2 separate regions of the Mus musculus genome follow, and region 1 is linked to region 2. The links are chromatin contacts, called in public promoter capture Hi-C maps. All regions are on one chromosome and are shown on one strand. Each heading gives the region's core, a stretch centred on a gene start, on an enhancer-like site or on the middle of the called end of the contact. The rest is flanking DNA. Distances are from core to core; before and after follow the strand shown.

The links. Promoter capture Hi-C pulls out the DNA fragments that hold promoters and counts their contacts.
Region 1: a promoter capture Hi-C map of liver shows a contact between it and region 2. The contact joins the enhancer-like site here to the promoter of Ssbp3 in region 2. A contact is called at or near these places in 21 of 39 promoter capture datasets (the 3T3-L1 cell line, 3T3-L1-derived adipocytes, the HPC-7 cell line and 11 more), 7 of 484 Hi-C or Micro-C datasets (cerebral cortex, embryonic stem cells, muscle stem cells and 4 more), 19 of 115 datasets of contacts at active chromatin or transcription factors (the HPC-7 cell line, the SCID.adh cell line, T-cell acute lymphoblastic leukemia and 15 more) and 5 of 9 other capture datasets (adipose tissue, embryonic tail, embryonic trunk and 2 more).

The regions. Positions count from the first base shown.
Region 1 is chr4:107,017,510-107,023,327 of GRCm38.p6, reverse strand. The region is part of intron 5 of Ssbp3 (single-stranded DNA binding protein 3); the gene reads right to left. It overlaps Gm12786 (a long non-coding RNA gene), which reads left to right. Exons shown (of 3, transcript XR_003955090.1): 1 at 1-857; 2 at 1,122-1,220; 3 at 4,014-4,461. Among named protein-coding and RNA genes, the nearest start is that of Gm12786, 6.8 kb to the left of the region's middle. Within about 2 kb of position 2,512, at least 43 of the 459 cell types and tissues checked have an H3K27ac peak or open chromatin away from gene starts, as enhancers often do. A contact at or near this core is called in cerebral cortex, forebrain, liver and 4 more, where this site is marked.
Region 2 is chr4:106,907,974-106,913,276 of GRCm38.p6, reverse strand. Ssbp3 (single-stranded DNA binding protein 3) reads right to left here and starts at 1,807. Exons shown (of 18, transcript NM_023672.2): 1 at 1,365-1,807; 2 at 302-374; 3 at 11-72. The coding sequence starts at 1,420.

The DNA of each region.
Region 1 (5,818 bases), core at 1,263-3,762, 110 kb before region 2:
CTGCTCCTGAATCTTAAAAAAGGTGGAAAATACACCTATGGCCTATTCCGCCTTCACACCGCTCCAACCCTGTTAATGGATTTGCCCTTCCCTCACAGCTGGCTCCAGATCACTGCCTTCAGACCCCCGAAGCCCCAGACTTCCTTTTCATTCTTTTTTCTGTAATTTCAGCATTGAATAGTGTTATATCCAGCAGGTTGTGAGAGCCACTTAGGCAAGGCCTGGGAGGCTCTGTTACTGGTGTGATCGAGGCAAGTGTTTGGCCATTTCACAGACCCCACAGTCTGGACGCTGATGGTTTAGCACAAAAGCTTTGATGGGGCATCGGCATGGCAGGAAGCAGCACTCCTGCGGCTCACAGATCGGAGGTCTGCACAGAGATGCGGTTCACGACTGCCAGCGGGAGCCCCTCCCGCCACACTCGGGCTAGCCCTGTTCTGAAGCTCTTGAGAGGCGCACTAGGGCATGATGGGGAAATCCTTCATCTAAGAAAAATGGAACCATCTATACAGACACTGCAGTAGTGTGGCCAAGCTCACAACGGGCCTCTTGGGCATCTGGCAGAGAAATTGGCAGTTTGGCTTGCTGGTTCTGGCCCAGGCCAGGGTGTCCTGTCATTGAATACCCACAGACTGAAGAAAGTTACATAGCGTCCTGTAAGGCCCCACTATTATCCTGCCTGTCAGGTAGTGGTGTATGCAGAACTCTGGGATGACAATTATTCCTGTTTTCCTCATTAGGACATCCAAGGCTGGACCAGTGCAGTGAGGTCTGGGCATGTGACAGCTACATCAAGGGACCTCATGACGCACTGGGTGGTACCCCTAATGCTTTGGGCTTGAGGAACTATATGGCATGTAAGTTGGTATTCTAGATGACTCTGGGGTAAAGGATGATAGCTCTGTAATATAAAAGACTAAAGGAAAATAAGCATATGCTATTTTTTAAAGGAGAAATAGAGATAAATTATGTGCTCCTTTCTTAAATGGCCCCTACACCCACCACTCCTTGGAAGAAGCAGGCAGAAGCTTAAGGCTGTGGAACCAGGGTTAGAGTCACACCCCTGTTGCCCACAGCCTCGGTTTGACTGCTAAGTTCTTTGCTCTTTACTCTGTCCCCAGGACTCAGACAGTGCTTTGGAATGACAGTGTCATTATCATCTAAGGAAAATCTGACTTTTATCCTTAGAGAAAGAGGACCTGAAGACATTGTTTTAAGAGGTAAAGAAAGCGTCATGACACTTCCACCCCTTCTCGACTCTGTGGGCACTGGGCTCTATCAGACTAGAGTAGGAAGGCCTTGCGGTACTGGTGGCCCTGCCTGCTGGACATATTGCTATAGATGAGGCAGTATAAAATTATGATGATAATACACACAGCAAAAGCACTTCACAGACGATCCACTTTATTTTTTGGATATAACTTGTGGGTAGGAAAGGCTGTACCCTACTCTGTACAGAGGAGAGAGGTGTGCCCATGACCATATATTCCTTGCATCTGGGGTGGGGACGTCACTAGTTGAGAGTGAGAGGAAATGCACTGTGAGTATTTTCACTCTGGGGAAACACCAGAAAGGACCAGCAGAGGGGCACCGCCTTTTATGTGAGCTAAGTAAAGCCAGCATTACAGCCTTGTTCCCTGTCCATCTCTTCATGATGTCAGCACAGCACTGGGTAAAAGAAGTGAGAGCTCACAGTGAGTGAGGCTCACATGGACCTGGTTGGATGCACAGGGACACCCAAGGAAAGATTTCTCCACACGTGCCCCATGAGTCAGTACATGATAATCCTGCTGCTGCTGCTCTGCTTCTTTGTTTTGTGAGAAACAAAGCTTCTCTGTGTAGCCATGGCTGTCCTGGATCTGTAGACCAGGCTGGCTTAAACTCAGATCTGCCTGCTTCTGCCTCCTGAGTACTGGGAAGTAAAGGGATGCTTACTGCTTTTAGGCAGAGAAAGTGTCCAGGCACTCCATAGCCATGACGGCTCATGCTCAGACTCAGCCCTCCGCTGTTTTATGCAGACTTCAGATGGAGGCTGAGGTGAATGGCAGCATAGGACCCCAAGGGTACAGCTACGAGGTCAGACTACAGTAAGCTCAGGGGAAATCCAACCTGCCAGCTCTTTATAAGGTTTTCCTGGGACACAGCCACGCACATCTGTACTCTCTGCACAGCTACCTTTGTGCGGCAATGGGAGAGCTGAGGAGTCGCAGGGCCTTGGACATTTGCTAGCCTGCCAATCGCAAGAATGCTCGATAGATCCCCTGAATGAGATGATAGCTTTCAAGGCTGATGAGGGAAAACTAGAGCCTTTATTAGTTTGTAAGGAAAAATACAATACTATGCACACTTTCTGATTTTAAACTCAGACCTTCCCTAAAAGACAAAGGCAATAAAAGCCAACTATTTGCAAAGAAGAAAATGGAGTCGAGCCTGATGACACACACACTTGAGAAGTATAAAGGCTGGAGGACCTAGGGTTCAAAGGTAGCCTTAGCTACACAGTGAGTTTGCAATGGGGGAGGGCATGACAAACCAGTGACCTTAAGGCAGAGAACCAAGGTTTATCCCATGGGAAATAGCCAGAGTGAATGCAAGTCAGAGGCTGGCAAACATGCTCTCTCTCTACTGGCCTAGTTTGCTTGTCTTTTGGTCCTGAATAAACCACAGTTCACTACCACAGCATAAAAGATTAGGGGCTGGTAAGATAGCTCCCTGGTAAAGATACATGGCTGCAAAGCTGAACAACTGAGGCTTGATCCTTGGACTATGTGGAAGAAAGAAACTGATTCAGAAGCTGACCTTGACCTCCACACATGCGTCCCCCACCCCACCCCCAGTCCTCCCTTGACCTTGATTACTTCATCCCTGGTACAGTGCTGGGTTCCTCTTGTCTGGGACATGAGCATTTGCAATCTTTCAGCGGGTTCAGACTGCTCGGCCCCTTTTCTAAGGACTGAGGTTCGAGGAGGAGTCTCTGGGTTCATCAGGTCTAATCTTAAATGCATGGGGGATGGTTGGGATGGGGCAAAGAGGAGAGGTGATTTGGGAGCCACTGAAACCTTGGGATCTCCCTGCTAGACACCGGGTGTCTGTTATCTGCTTAACTGGCCACCTTTTTGTAGGGACAAAGAAAAAATATCCAGTATTTAGACTAATGGTCAGGGCTCACAGCATACTACAGTCAGTGCATTTGAGGGTACCAGCCGCTGTACCAAGCGTCACAAACAGGCAGCACCCTGCCTTTCCCTCAGGAGTTGAAGCCTGGTGGGAGACTGAAGTGTAACTATGACCACAGCAGCTTCAGAGACAGAAACTAAATGCAGGAAGTATTTAGGCAGCAGTGGCCATGATAGAATCATAGGTGGCAGGGCCTGGTGGGTGTAGATGTGCCCTGGACGAAGAAAGGTAGACAATGTGGGCACAGAGGATGGAGTTAGGCAGCCCTAGTTCAGGAAAAGGTGTGCTTACAGAAAGATAGGGACCTGGACCTGGGACAGGACTTTAACCTGGGGGAGCTCCTGGAAGGGAGTCACCATTAGACTGGGTTATCCGTGGATCACACATCCATTTCTTCCCGAGCTGTTTCTCTACTTCTTTCTCACATCAGAAATCAGGGCTTGTGGCCATGGGGACCCCCCCCCCCCACAGCCCCAAGAGAGCTAACAGCTGTCCAGGGTGCTAATTCCCACCTTGTATCATGGGGATGGAGGAAAGTCATTATCTTCTCTCTATGAGCAGGCTCTGTGACCTTGCTGGAATCTGCCACAGCACTGGCTGGGTCAAGGTTCCCACAGTCTCCTCCCTGAGGGTTCCTAGCAGGGTCCTGATGGCAGATGTGCTCTCTGACTTCAATTCAGGGCAACATAACATGTTTTGGGAATATGTGGGCATTAGAAATGGACCTTGATAGCAATCATATCAGTTCCTCAGGACACAGGGAGAATATTCCTGCTTTGCCACAGCATTCTGCTTCCCACCCCCTAAAAACTGTCATTTACTCTGAAATTGGACAGTGTTTCTGATGCAGCTGGCTCCTGCCGGCCTCCGCCCCGCCTGCCGGCTCTGCTCTGCTGTTAATCACAACAGCACCATGAAAGTGAGGCGCATGCTAAGGAGGCTGGCCTCATCTACCCAGAGACTCCTGCTCTGCTGGACGGCCTCCAGACACTTGTGCACACAGCTCTGCCAACAGACAATCCACGACTTCACAGCCACCAGCAAGCAGGTAACTGAGCCCTGGAAGCCACACATCCAAAATGCCCAGAATTCCACCTCCAACACCCACCAAACAGCAGACTCCAGAAGAGATCAGGAGGCTGCTGGTTTCATTTTGCTCCATCAGTGTGGTTTCTCAAACCTCTCCCTCCCTGACATGCCTAAATGCCCTGGGACTCTCTTCTCTTCTCAGTTAAGGTGAAACAACAGGCATGGGCCTGGTAGATACCAGAGTTCTGGAAACATGCAGGTTTGAGGCCTTTGGTCCACTGCCACATGGGCTCAGACATGATTGTTGGAGAACTCTGGCAGAGGGAGGGACTCTGGGGGATGAAAGAAGCCAGAGTTATGGCAGGGGCCTGGCCTGTGCCTGTGAAGATCTTAACATGCCTGTAAGACAATCACAAGTCTGTGGTGCCAAGAGTCAAGTACTCAGGTCAGTGCCAGCAGCCAGCTAGCACCGTTAGGCAGCTGCTAATATGTGAAGCTGTCACTCACGGTCCTGTCCACCTCCTAGAGTTCTTTAGGAACACCCTATCTTTTCCTTATTACTCACTCAAGAATCCCACTTGATACAAGGTCCTTCAACGGCAGAACAGGTAAACCTGGAATACGATTTCCTCTTGTGCCTCCCACGTCCACCTCCTCTAATGTCACTGGGACCAGGACTTAGAAAACAAGGCCACTTTTCCAGATCAGATCCAGACTATTCCGACAACTTCAGAGCTATTGGGATTAGTTAAAGCCACCTTCAGGAAGAGGGACTGGGTTAGACCCATGTGTTGGGTTTGTCCATTTTGACCTTGGAACAAAGATAATGGCCAGACTCTGTCAAAGGCTTCTTGAATACTGACCTAAGACCCTTCACTCCTAGGAGAGAACTCGGCAGTTGGGAGAAGAATACATACAGACTGATGGACGAACAGAGACCAGACCCGAGAGCAACAGATCTGATCCTTGCCCTAGGGACCAAGAACTGTTCTATCAATGGAGTGAGGATGATGGGGACAGACCAGACAGGGCTCCAGATGCTATACTGAGAAACTGGAGTTTTATAATTAAGAGCTGTGGGAGAGCACTTGACATGGAGGTCCAGGATGGCACCTGACAAGTGTGGCCACTACAGCCAGGCTGAAGCAGCAACTGTGTCTGTGCCAAATGAATAAATGATTGACTGCTGGCCTTGGGAAGGAGTCCTATACAATTTCAAACCATTCTTATGCTCCCTGGTTCAATTCAGAGCTGATGAAGTAGGCTGTTTTATAGGCAAGGGAGAAACGAAACTCAAAAGGTGCTCAGGCATCTTCTGGTGACAGAAAGCCATGCAGTCCCTGGAGCCTGAGAGTAGGTCTCCATTAAGCTCATCCGAACACGCCTGCTAGGAACAGAAGCAGAAGCTCCTGAACCCACAGCCTACTTCCCTGCCTTCACTTCCCCTAGAAACTCCTGTTGGGGGCTAGACCAAAGAACAAGGGATCAGAATGGCCAAAGCTGAGGGAACAAGTCAAGAGGACAGACTTCAGCAGGAGATTAGGAAGCTGCTTCATTAAAAGGCCAAATAGGGCTGGTGTTTCACTGGCACCAACTCTTGCCAGTGGAACCA
Region 2 (5,303 bases), core at 558-3,057:
ACAAACTTACCACCACCACGAGTGCAGGAACCCAGGCGGTTCACCCAGTGTGATGTTTTTTTCCCATCGAATCTAGAAAAGAGGGAGCGGAGGCAGCTTAGAGGGGCAGAAAGGAGGGGGACGCAGGGCCTTCCCCAGCCAAAAGGCTGTGAAGACCAACTAACAATAAATGCCAAAAGGTGATAAAAATTCAAAATGGTGGCCACAGTGGCTGCTCCTGAAAACAAAGGCTCTAAGAATAGTGGGGAGGAGGGGGTGTCAAGAAACTGGATGCTAGGGAAAGAGAAGGAGTCCCACTCACCTCTGATAAGAAGGTCTGTGCAGATTTCTGTGCTCCTACGTGCAGTAAATATTCGTAGACGTATAAAGCTAACCTGGAAAGTGAGGAGTGAGAGGAGAGAGAGAGAGAGAGAGAGAGAGAGAGAGAGAGAGAGAGAGAGAGAGAGGTCAGATCACATTAAGGCTCGCTCTGGACCCTGCCAGTGACTGTGAGCCCGGTCTGTGCCATCCCATTGTGGCCACGACAAGAGGTGAGTACCTATCACCCCAGACAGAACAGCTAGTGGGTGGGTACCACAGACAAGCTGCACCAAGCCGCGGGAGCCGGAGACCGGTCCCCAAACTTGAACTTCCAAGTGGCACTGGGACTAAACCCACCTAGGTCTCGCAAACTCGCAAGCCCCTTACAAGAGCCCTGCCTGAGCCACCCTCCTTTTCCCAGCCCACTTCAGCTCCCTGCTTTAGCCCAGCTTTGGGGTCCGAACGGACTCGGTCCCAGTCCGGGTACTTGGCGCGCTCTGGAGAGGGCAGCAAAGCGCCGCCCTCAGCATCTCCCCCTCAAACAACTGTCCCCCAAGCCTGGGGCCGGGCCGGCGCCGCCAGCCCAGCCCAGCCCAGCCCGGACGCCCCGGAGCGCACCGGGCTGACGGGGAGGCCGCTGGCTGGGTAGGGAGAGCGCTCCCGGGCGAACAAAGCCCCCGGCACGCACTCCTCACGCCGCGGGCGGACAAAAGGAGCCTTCGGGGCTGCAGAAAGCCACGCGCCCCCTGCCCGCACTCGGTGGGCAAAGTAAGGGCCCCGCGCCCAGCGGGCCGAGCGCACCGGCTCCGAGTGGGACCTCGCCCACCCTCGTCGCGGACCCCCGCGCCCGCTCTGCCCCGCGCCTACCAACTACCCTCGCCCACCGCTGCCCTGCCGCCCCTTCAGGGTGCCCCAGCCTCCGCCGGCGCCCAACAATGGGCTCTCCACGCCACCGCCGCCGCCGCGGGGCAGAGACCCGGGCCCCAGGGGCACCAGGCGGCGCGACCCCCGCGCCCACCTGCCTCCCGCCACCCGCGGCGCGGCCCCACTCGCGAGAGGCTTACTTTTCCCGAGCCTGCCCGTCCGAGGGCACCGCCGAGCCTTTGCCTTTGGCAAACATGGCTTGCAGAGAAGAGGGCGCCGAGCCCGCCGCCGCCGCCGCCGCTACCGTCCGGTCTCCCGAGCTGCCCTGCTCCCGGCCCCCTCCCGGCGCTCGCCCGCTCGCTCGCACTCCGCTCGCCGCGCTCCCTCCCTCCCAGGCGCAGGCTCCGCGCTCTTTCCAGCTGTCAAAGCGTCAGCCCCGGCCGCGGCCCCATCGCCCTGGAACTCCTCCCGCGCCGGCTCGGCCTGAGCTGCGCCGCCGCCCGCCCGAAGCCTGCAGCTCGCTTGCTCGCGGCCCGCGCGCCCGCCGCCCGGCTCCGCCTGCGCCGCCCTCTGCGCCTTCAGCACCGCTGCCGCTGCCGCCGCCGCCGCCGCTGGTCTACTTGGAGCTCAACCGAACGTGGCTGCCCCGGCAGGAGCGCGGCGGGCGTCCACGCCCCGCGACGGACGGCCGCGGCGGCCAATCGGCGCGCGGGGGCGGGCCTGGAGGCCGAGAGGGACGCCTGTCAGCACGGCCGCGCCAGTCCCGCTGCGCCTCCTCCGCGAGCCGCTGCCCGCTCGTGCCCCGGCCGGGGGAGCGGGGGGCGAGCCTTGGCGTTGGGGTGGGGCGGTGACTCGAGGGGCTCGGGCGTGGACTGGAGCACCCGGCCGGCGCGGCGGGGACTGGGCGCTGCGACAGCAGGCGCGGACCCCGGCTGGCCCGGCGCGCCCCTTTCCGCGTCGGCCTAGCCCCCAGCGCCCCCGCCTCCCCGTGCTGAGCGTACCCTCAGCGGGCCAGGACCCCGGCCGGCCCTGCTCCCCTCTCCGCCCCACCCCGGGCTGCCTGTGCCCAGCCCTGCCTCCCGAGCCCCGGCCAGGGCTGCACGCGGAGCTGGGCGGCCGAAGCTGGCGCCAAAGCGCGCGGCTGCTTCTTTACTAGATCGTTAAAATACTTTGGGAAACCCCAAAGTGGAGCCGCGCGAAAATGGCCCTTGGCGTGCTCCAGGCAAGCTGTAGGAGGGAAAAGAGGTCTTGGACTAGAGGGAAAGAGAGTTGATTTCTCTCAAATTTCTGAGGTTTGCTAGCCCTGGCAAGTTAGCCTCTCGCCTTTCCACGGGAAAGGGTTCCGTTTGGATGAGGGACGTCACCTGGACGCCTCGCGACTCGGAATGCGCGCCGCAGAAATCTCAAACTTCAAATAAATGGAGCTAAATTGGAGAGTAGGGGACCAGAGTCGGGCGTGGGGGGAGGGGAAGCTTCCATTGTCAATGACCCAGGTGTACAATGGGAAATGGGGGGTTGGCAGAGTGACCAAGCTTTTTGCTCACGACTCCTTTCTGTCCACTCGAGGAACCCAAAAACCTGCAGTGTATTCTCATTGGAGTCTCCAAATCAAAAACTGGTGAGATAAGGGATGGCTCCCCATTTTCATACTGTTTTTAGAGCGCGGTTCTCTTTAAATGTGATAAAACATTGTCGGCACTGTCTCTTTAAAAGAGTCAAGCAGAAAAGCTGTGTAAGCGCTGATTGGCTGCCTGTTTGGATACATCTTTAGGGGAGCCTTGAAACTGTTAGCCTAGGTTGATTTTTTTTTTTTTTAACTGCGCTGTTCCAATAAACAAGTAACGCCCCTCCCCCTAACATGCCTCACACCAAACAATTAAAGGATAGGTCAGTGTCCTGGGGAAAACACGTTTTAAGTAGGAAAACTCAGAACTAGATTTCAACAAAATAAACAATAATTCCCTACCATTAAAGTTTGCTTTTTTTGCCCTGCCGAAGAGAGAAAAGGGGTTTTTAAAAGAAATGCCCCACGGCAAACGGATCTGCACTGGTTCAGGAAGGAGACTCCGGGTGCATTTTTGGAATAATGTTCTACACTTGTAACAGCCTCCCTAAATTAGAATACAGCCAAGCACCGTGGACCCCTCTGGACTCTGCTCTCTGCTAGAAACCAGAGCTCAGACAGAAGAAGGGCAGAAAAGAGAAACACTGAGACCTAGTTTGGGGATGCCAATGCCAGCCCCTAGTTTAAAGGTTGTCTTGTCAAGAAAGGGAGAAGCGTGGAGGTTGGGAGTTGAAATACAATGGTAGGAGAGAAAAGGAAATAATTACAGTTATTTTTCCCCCTAGGCAGTTTAATTTAATAGGGCCAACTTAAGGTACCTTTAGAGCCCGCGCTAATTAAATCGGTCTGCTCATACCCTTCCTCTGGACTTCCATTTTTGATGGGCTAGGAATGGTCAGAGATGGTTTGTCAACACAGTGACTCATTGGTGTCTGCAGGTCCCGCAGATGAGGAGGACCAGTTGGGTCTTGGGGGAGGGAAGGCACTGCCCTTCGGGGGCCCACTGCCGAAGCCCCCTCTCCGGGTTGGCCATGCCTAGCAGCCCAAGAGCTGAGCCACCTCAGAGCCCCTTGCTCATCCTCGCCTGTCAGCTGGCAAAGGTCTGGGGGAGGAGGGGTCTTTTAAAATCTCTGGATAGTCTGATGTTCCAACAGGCTACTATTCCTCTTGCCTTTTCTCCTTTGCAAACGGACTGGCCCCTCCTTCCTGGGCATGTGTGAGAGGAAGGGGGGGGGGGCTGTTTGTTCGGAATCTCTGTGGTCTGCCCTTTGTGGAGGCTTGACAGAGTGAGGCTCCCAGTGGGTTGGTTGGCTAAAGGAAACAGTGAGAGAACCTAGGCAGAGAGACCAGAGGGAGGTGTCTTAGCTCTTGGCAGTGGAGAGGCAGCTAAAGGGTTCCCTAGAAGACAGACCTTTCTCCAGCCCCAGCTAGCATGCTGCAGCTGGCAGTTATCCAGAGTCTTAGTCAGATCATAAGCAGGCCCAAACACCCATAGGTGGCCTTTCTGCCCCTAACTTATCTTTTCCCACTAGGTTCTCCTGCCTCCCTTAGAGCACATTTTTGGGCTGACACCTCTACTTGGAATGCCCCTCACCCCAAGCCCTTTCTCTCAACTATCTTCAAAACCTAACACTCCTCCACAGATAGCGCCTTCCAAAACTGCCTGCTCCGATCCCGTCAGCTTGGATCTCATTTGTTCAACTGAACCTACAAAGAAGTCCTCCCTCTATCCAGCCCATTGTGTAAGCCACTTGTTTACTGTCTGTCTGCCCCACCAGACAGAAAGGGAAGACCTACATTTTAATCATCTGGGTATCTCCTGAACCCAGCACAGGTTCCATACCTGTGTGTATTCGGACCTAACGGGACACCAGGGGACCCAGGGGAGGAAAAAAAAACAACACCCCAGGCCTGAAGTAGCTCTGGGCTGGGTGAAGAGATAAGAAACTGACACCACCCACAATAGGATTAGATCAGACCACGCCCTCTGCTAAGCCCCACCCACCACAGCCTCTTCCACCTGGAAGTACTATACTGTCACATCCCAGAGTGACCAAGCCATTTCTTTCAACTTCTCCTCTCCCAATCCTTTTGTTTCAGAACCTGTTTATTAAACACCTACTATGTAGCATACGCTACCCCGAGCACAGAGTAGTAACCCAGACATAAACACAACCACTTATCCTGTGAGGCTTCCACTGTTGTAAAACTCTCTGCTGGGAGCCTCTTCCTGTGACACACGACTTCCTTACTCCAGCTGGACGGTCGAATCCCCTACTGAGGGACTTCCTGTGCACCCACCCCACCCCCCACCCCGAAGCTTCCAGGCTGCAAGTAAGTTACTCCTCCAGCAGACCAGATCCGAGTGCCAGGCACCAGGCTACACCTTACTTGAGTGCGATCCACTAAGCACACCCCCCTCCACCCCCATAGAAACATGACTCCACTCCTTGGGGTGAGGGAGCTTGCCATTCCACTGGGGACTGCCACATCCAGCGACGATGCTAAAAGAAACAAGGATCAGGACAGATGAAAAACTAGCCCGCTTCTTCCTCTCCCAAGACTGCGGAGGGTT